Linked DNA regions of Rattus norvegicus: region 2 is linked to region 1. Evidence: chromatin contacts called from public Hi-C data. All regions are on one chromosome and are shown on one strand. The core of a region is the stretch at or near the end of the contact, and the rest is flanking DNA. Distances in the headings are between cores, read along the strand shown. Region 1 overlaps Actn4 (actinin alpha 4). Region 2 holds the start of Actn4 (actinin alpha 4).

Evidence for each region. A called contact is a pair of places that touch in the nucleus more often than the background predicts.
Region 2: a contact with region 1 is called in a Hi-C map of Schwann cells, with 7 times the contacts expected there. The contact joins the promoter of Actn4 here to the enhancer-like site in region 1. A contact is called at or near these places in 10 of 12 Hi-C or Micro-C datasets (the A7r5 cell line, the Rat2 cell line, Schwann cells and 5 more) and 1 of 1 datasets of contacts at active chromatin or transcription factors (oligodendrocytes).

What each region holds. Positions count from the first base shown.
Region 1 is chr1:93,316,665-93,320,384 of GRCr8, reverse strand. Actn4 (actinin alpha 4) reads left to right here. Exons shown (of 21, transcript NM_031675.2): 12 at 1,276-1,426. All of the region lies in intron 1 of LOC103689966 (MARCKS-related protein-like), which reads right to left. Among named protein-coding and RNA genes, the nearest start is that of Capn12, 20 kb to the right of the region's middle. Within about 2 kb of position 1,769, at least 34 of the 93 cell types and tissues checked have an H3K27ac peak or open chromatin away from gene starts, as enhancers often do. A contact at or near this core is called in Schwann cells, where this site is marked.
Region 2 is chr1:93,377,255-93,380,974 of GRCr8, reverse strand. It overlaps Actn4 (actinin alpha 4), which reads left to right and starts at 1,655. Exons shown (of 21, transcript NM_031675.2): 1 at 1,655-1,924. The coding sequence starts at 1,763. The region is part of intron 1 of LOC103689966 (MARCKS-related protein-like); the gene reads right to left.

The sequences.
Region 1 (3,720 bases), core at 520-3,019:
CCTGAGCCCCTTTCCTATATTCTAAATCACTGTGAAACCCCTGCCTAAGGGCACGGGGAATCAGAGGTGGTTTGCCCATGTGGATGACTTCCAGAGGGACCTGAGTGCCTGGGAATAAACCCAGACACCACTGAGCCCCATACACATCCCGTGGCTGAATGTAGATACACTTGCCAGTTCCCTGCTGAAACAGCTGAGGCTGAATTCTTCTCAGCTGCTATTTCTGGTTCCCACCCTTGGGAGAAAGCAGTTTGGAGAAGGGAATTGCAAGCTTGCCTTGTGGTTAGGCCCTCTGGCCTGGAGCAGGGGTGGCAGGCCTGTGGAGTCTGTTTTCTGAGTCCATCTCTTGCCTCCTGGTGCCAGCCCTGGCCTGGGGGTGGCTGGCAGTTGCTAAGCAGATGAGGCTGGGAGTGGCTGAGCGGGGGTGGCACCAACTCTTTCCATTCTTAACCATCATCTTGCTAAAATTCAGGATGGGCAAGGCCACATAAGTGCTGTTGCTGGCACTGTTCTACCAATGGGAGGTTGGTCAAGGGGTGCCAGCTGTGTGCCAGGTGCTCTGGGCTCTGATCTGAGGGTGAGTCCAGAAGCCATTGGAAGCAGGGCTCCTTGAGGAAGAAAGTGAAAATCCTGGCTGGCATTTCCCTCAGTGCCCTGTCCTCCCATAACTTACTAGCAGGCTGCTTGGGCTTTTGCTCTGAGCATGTAATTAGCCCGGCTCCAGAACTAATAATAGTGTTTCTCCTTTCCTTCAAAGGGTTTGGACAGCCCCACCTCACTGTGCCGAGAAAGCGGGTGGGGTGACAAGACTGGGTTAGGACCACCACCCAGCAGAGCTGGCTCTAAAAAGCTGGCACGGGCTCAGCTCCTGGGCCCAGACTCCAGGGTCATCCCTTTCCTGACCCTGCTGGGCCTGGCTGAAAGCCTGGGGCTTCTCCCACTCACCATCCTCCACAAATGGGTGTCTGTAACTTTTCAGCCTTGGTATCAACTTCTATCCTGGTTCTCCTAGCAGTAAGAGACACTATGTAGAGCTTGGGAGTTACACTGTGATATCTGTCTCAGGCCCAGAACACCAAGTGTCTTCTAAGTCTGCACAGAATACATAGAACATAAATGGGCTTGGGGTTTCCCCAGGGGGCAAGGAGGAAGGTTCAAGAGCTTCTAGGCTCCATCATTTGGGGTAACAGATATGATGCATATCTGCTGCACTTCTCCCCCTCAGATAGATAGCTCTGTGACTGTTGTTAAGGCACCTCTCTGCCACACCTGTAGGGAAGGAGGCCATGCTGAAGCACCGGGACTATGAGACAGCCACCCTGTCAGACATCAAAGCTCTGATCCGAAAGCATGAGGCCTTTGAGAGTGACCTGGCGGCGCACCAGGACCGCGTGGAGCAGATCGCGGCTATTGCCCAGGAGCTCAAGTATGTATGCACCCATGGCATCATCACCTGGCAGTTCTGTCCCCAGCTCTCAACCCTGCCTCCTCCTATACACCAGGAGTGCCTTACAGAAGGAAATCTTCTGCCCATGCTGTCTCAATACCAAGAAGCATAAGGGACCTAGGGTCTCCCGCATAGGGATGACCTCAGTCTCTTAAGGGTCCCTCTCTCCCTGCCTGTCACCTTGTATGAGGAGTGCTAGACAGTGAGCCTGTTGTTCTGTCTGTTCGCATTCCTGCTCAGAATACAGTCACCAGTGTCCTCTTCCCCTGCCCAGGCACATAAATGTGGGCACACAGTTAGTACACTGCACCTCAAGAGCCAATGAATGGGGTTCTTATTCTACCATTGCCGTGGCTAGCATCGAGGAGGGGCCAGGGAGTGGGAGGCCCAGCCCATTGCATCATGGAAAAATCCACAGGCCCTGAAGGAGCTCCCAAAATAAGATCCTTGGCTGGAACTGCTCTTTCCTCAGACACCCCCACCCACTATTCACCCCAAACTCAAGCAATTCTGCAAGGCCTTCCCACCCGTGCCAGTGGGGCCACAGGAGCAGGCTAGTTTCTTCCTGCTTCCTACTGCTGTTGGCTGCAGTTTATACATTTGCACATCAGAGTCAAAACTATAGTACTGTGACCTGCGGGTAATTTTGGTGCCATAGGGTACTGTCCAGGGGCCTGCTTGTCCAAACAAAGGGAAGAGTACAAATGGTGCCTTCATATGAGTGACAGGGGAGATGCCCATGAATGTGGAGAGCTGGGCTAGCCTGCTCTTCAGATACTAGGTCCCAGCCACCTGAGGCCTGTTCCCTTGAGGCAAGGTCAGGCAGCCCCAGAAACAACACTCAGACGTGGCCCCAGAGGAAGGAAAGGAGGCTACCCAGGTACCATCCCATTGCCCGTTGCCGGTCTATAGCAATGTCACAGAACTCTCAAGTTCGTGCTTAACCACTGACAAGACTGTTAATCTTTATTGGCCCAGCATTTCTCAAGTCAATGAAGTAAGTGCCAGTGTGTGAATGCTTCAGAGACAGACAGACAGACAGACAGACAGACAGACAGAATGCATCGTGCCAGTTTCTCACACCTGAGTCTGCTGTGCCACTTTCCCTGCCTGTCAGAAAGCTTAACTTGTACACGGGACACATCAAGAGGTCAACAGCAGGGGTTGGGGATTTAGCTCAGTGGTAGAGCGATTGCTTAGGAAGCGCAAGGCCCTGGGTTCGGTCCCCAGCTCCGAAAAAAAGAACCAAAAAAAAAAAAAAAAAAAAAAGAGGTTAACAGCAGCAGTAAAATAGTACAGCTGAATGGACAGGGTTTCTCTGTAGACCAGGCTGGCCTCAAACTCAAGAGATCCTCTGCCTCCAAGTCCTGGGATTAAAGATGCTGGTCATCACATCTGGCTTTAGAAGTTGGTAATAAGCATTGCAGCTGGTCTTTTCTACCTTGTGTGTTCTTTCTCCCCTTGGTTTCTCCCCCCATAATGATATTAAAGAGAAAGGATAGAGGAGAAAGATTCATGAATCTTAATTTCTTTCCTCATAGTCAGTTGCTAAGGACAGTCCAAAGCAGCCACATATCCCTGTACCTGGGATTTAAATGAAAGCTTGCCCGCTTGCTCATTCATTCATTCATTCATTCGTTTTTTATGCAGTGTTCTACCTGCACAACCAGAAGAGGGTACCACATCTCACAGATGGTTATGAGCGACCATGTAGTTCCCGTGAATTTAGCTCAGGACCTCTGGAAAGACCTCTTAACTTCTGAGCCCTTTCTCTAGCCTGAAAGCACATTTTTATAATAATGTTTTTTAAGAAACAAAAATTTCAAAATTGTCACTTCAGAGCACTTATATAAGGACCTTTGAAGACAGCAACCTTAACTGCTTCAATAATCAGGACTGTGGAAAGCCAGGCTTTGTTTATTTTGTTTCGAGGCACGGTCTCTCTTGTTCATAAAGACCTGATCCTGTAGCTCACTGGCCTTAAACTCAATCTTGTTTTAGCATCCATGGTGCTGAGAAGACAGTTTTGAGCTACTGCATGCCGTCTCTGCTAGATGTTGGTAAAATTAAAATTGCAGCCTAGAGCAGGAAAATGGGTCAGTGAGTCAAGGCATTTCCCGCCACGTCTGGAGATCCAAGTTGGATCCTGAGATCTACAAGGTGGAAAAGAACCCTCTCCACAAATTTTCCTCTGACCTACACACACGAGCACACAAAACAAATAAGTAAATAAATGTAGAAGCATTTTAGAGAACAGTGCTCGAGAGGTGTTC
Region 2 (3,720 bases), core at 406-2,905, 61 kb before region 1:
CTCCTACATAGTGAGTTGGTGGCAGGCCTGGGCTACTTATTAAGACCCAGTTTCAAACAAAACAAAACCAACACCTCCAAACGCTTCCATTTGCAGTGGAGCTGCTCAACCTGAGCCTGACCCCTAGGATCCCAGGTAGTAAAAACACTGAATCAACTCTGACCTCCACATGTGACATGTGCACCTCTGCCCCACACAATACATACATGTAAATTTAAAAGAAATCAAATGACAATAACAAACTGGGGCTGGAGACAGAGGTGGGAGGGCAGGAAGAAGGCTGTTGGAGTGGTGGATGCTGACTACCTCTTTTTAAGAAGCCCTGTGAGTTTCTTTCTCTCTCTCTCTCTCTCTCTCTCTCTCTCTCTCTCTCTCTCTCTCTCCCTCTCTCTCCCTCTCTCTCCCTCTCTCTCCCTCTCTCTCCCTCTCTCTCCCTCTCTCTCCCTCTCTCTCCCTCAGACAGAGTTTTCCTGATTGTCCTAGAACTCACTCTGTCAACCCAGGCTGGCCTCAAACTCAGAGTTCTGCCTGCTTCTGCCTCCTGAGTGCTGGGGTTAATACACCACCATGTGGGGTTGGGGATTTGGCTCAGTGGTAGAGCGTTTGCCTAGCAACCGCAAAGCCCTGGGTTCGGTCCCCAGCTCCGAAAAAAAGAAAAAAGAAAAAAAAAATCACCATGCCTGGTTTCCATGTTTCTTACCGTTGCCCATCTCTCTTACAAACTTAGTCATTTGATAATTGACCTGGTTTATCATGCCGTCTGTAGTTGGAAAGTGGATGCACATAGTAGGGGCTCAGTGTTTGCTGAGTGAACAAAGATAGACAAGTCCAAAAAGATCCCTTGCCTTCCCCGGCTAGCTAGCTATTCCAATCTAATCTAACTCGATGTCTATTTTGTGAATCTTTCAGAGTTTCTCTAACTATCTACTTTTTCTATGAAGCCCATCTGAAGATTTTATAAATCCAGTCCATTCTAGAGTTCCTTTTCTTTTTTCATTTTTTTTTTAGACAGGGTCCTCATGTATCCCACGCTAGACTCAAACTCGCTGTGTGCCAAGTCTGGCCTTGAATCCTGTCCACACCTCCAGTTGGGAATTTAAGGTATGTGTCACCACCATGCCCAGTTTTAAGCTCCATTATTTAATTTAAGACGGGTATCCCTGTGTAACCCAAGCTCCAACATGTTATCAGGCTTTCAGTCTTAGCGGCCTGAAAACAGAGACCCCTATGTACCATCGTGCAAGGTTTATTGTATATTGTTTCAAAAGGGTGGGGACTTTTTCTGACTTCTTTAGTTCTAAGACAGAAAACACGGTTAAGTACATAGTAGGTCACCAAATAAATTTTGATTACGTCTGAATGGCTGAATGAGAACACATTCCACCTCGAGAAACAGGTTAAAGCCGGATGACGAGCCCCGCCTTATGAATCATTCATGATTGGGCCCCGCCCACCCGGGGGGGGGGTTGACGCGCGCGTTCACGCTAGAGAAGCGCTTGGGCTCCCACGCTGGGCGGGCGGCCGGAGGTGCATTCTGCGCCGGCGCCGAGCACCCGGGGGCGGGCTCGCCTTTTTAGGTGCGCGCGCGCGGGAGGGCGGTGGCGGTGGCGGCGCAGTGCGCAGGCGCGGCGAGTGAACTGCGCAGGCGTCAGTCTTGGGCGGGCTGAAAGCAGCTGAAGCGGCGGCCGAGTCGTAGGCTCCGACATAGGGGCGGGAGCTGAGCGGTAGCGGACCGGCTGGCGGGCTAGCGAAAGGCGGCGGGATGGTGGACTATCACGCGGCGAACCAGGCGTACCAGTACGGCCCAAGCAGCGGCGGCAATGGCACGGGCGGCGGCGGAGGCATGGGCGACTACATGGCCCAGGAGGATGACTGGGACCGGGACCTGCTGTTGGACCCGGCCTGGGAGAAGCAGCAGCGCAAGGTGCGCGGCCCGTGATCCGGGCTGGATGGCGTCCTGCGCGGGGAGGGGAGGTCTGGAGGGGGTCCTAGGAAACAATTGGCGGGTCCGGGAACGAGTTTGGAGTCCCGGAGAGGGATTACAGAGCTTAAAGAAGCAATTGGGAATCTGGAGGGGGAGGGGGGAAGTGGCGGCCAGGTATGAGACACGGGGAACTGGGGCAAACGAGAAGACGACTCGGGAGGTTGAAATGGAACTGCGTTTTAAGGCGAGATTGTAGGGTCAAAGGAAGCATTGGTAGGGCCCAGGCAAGCAATGGGGTCCGGGAAGGGAACTGGTGAGCCCGGATAGTATTTGGCGGTTTGGGAATCTGTGTGGAGGAGATGGTCTGGAGTGCAGAGAATCTGAAGAAGAGATTGGAATTGCTGGAAGCCGTGTCTCTGTGTGTGTGTGTGTGTGTGTGTGTGTGTGTGTGTGTGTGTGTGTGTGTGTGTTGGATGGGTGGTTCTAGAAGAGATGAAGAATCAGGAAAGATAAAGAAGGGCCACTAAGGAGAGGATTGTGGAATCCTGAGACGGGAGGGAGGACCAGGGAGTCTACATGGACTTGAAGTATGAGGTGGCTAGGTGTTAAGATGGTCGATGGGACTAGGGGTCTGAGAAGGTAGGTGTTTAGGGCAGAAGTTAGGGGCCTAGGAACAGATGTCTGTGAAGGGGGTGAGGTTTATTGAGGGTGCCTTGCTGTTAGAGGATAAGGGGCACAATTAGAATTGATGGGGAGGCTTTGAAGAAGGGAGAGGCAGTGAAACAGTAAAGGTTCCAGGCCCACGGGAAAATAGTTCAATAAGAGTGAGAACAGTAGGAGCCGGAGGATAATGGGAGGAGGTTAGTTTGGGAAAATGGAAGTCTGATTAGAAAGGCCCTGGGTAATGCAGGGCCTGAGGAAGAAATGAGTGTCCTGGGAGAGTAGGTAAGTACTTTTGATGGAGACGATAGGTGAAGGGGTACTAAAGCAGTATTTCCCGTTGGTATTCAGGGGCGTGGAGGCAGTGTACAAGGGAAGCCACGGTATGGAGGAGGTTCGAGGAGGAGGCCGGGGCGGTTGAAAAGGAAACTCGGAGTGATGGGAGAGAGGGTGTGAGGATGTGCAGGGAGAGCTAAAGAAGGGTGCGTGGGGGTGGCTCACAAGTGTGTGAAGAGGGTGGCAATTTAAAATTGAAATCAGAAGCGGTTTCACGCGTTCTAGAGGTCGAGGGTTTCCAGATTTGTAGCTTACTGATGGGCACTGGCTTTTGGATGAAGCCCTTGCTCTTAGGGCGATCAGAAGTGTGCTTTTGGTGACTCTGCCCACAGAATGTGCATGGAGTTGGGACTTTGGGAGCTGGGCCCTGAGGGTATGGGAGAGAGCCGGTTTGGTGACATTTCCCAGACACCCCCCCCGGGGGGGGGGCAGGGAAGTTACTATATGGCTGGGCCCAAGCACCCAGTCTGGAGGGTCGATGGTGGAAGAAGCCGCTGTGACTTGGGAAGCCTGAGGTGGGACCTGGTGTAACCTTGGCTCAATCATAATGTCAGCTTGTATGCTCTCAGCCGTCACTAATGGGGTGGAAGTCAGCAGTGGTGTAAGGATGGCATCTTACACCTTTTTTTAACCTAAAAGTGGGTGTGTGAAACAGTTGAGGAATGATAGCTGAGAGACGAGTGCATTTTGAAAGGCAGGGGAGATCTAGTCTGGATCTCAACAATTATTTATTCCCCGAGGCCATGTGAGATTGGAAAAGGTTGAAAGTTGCCAAAAGACTTGGAAAGCTGGAAGGAAAC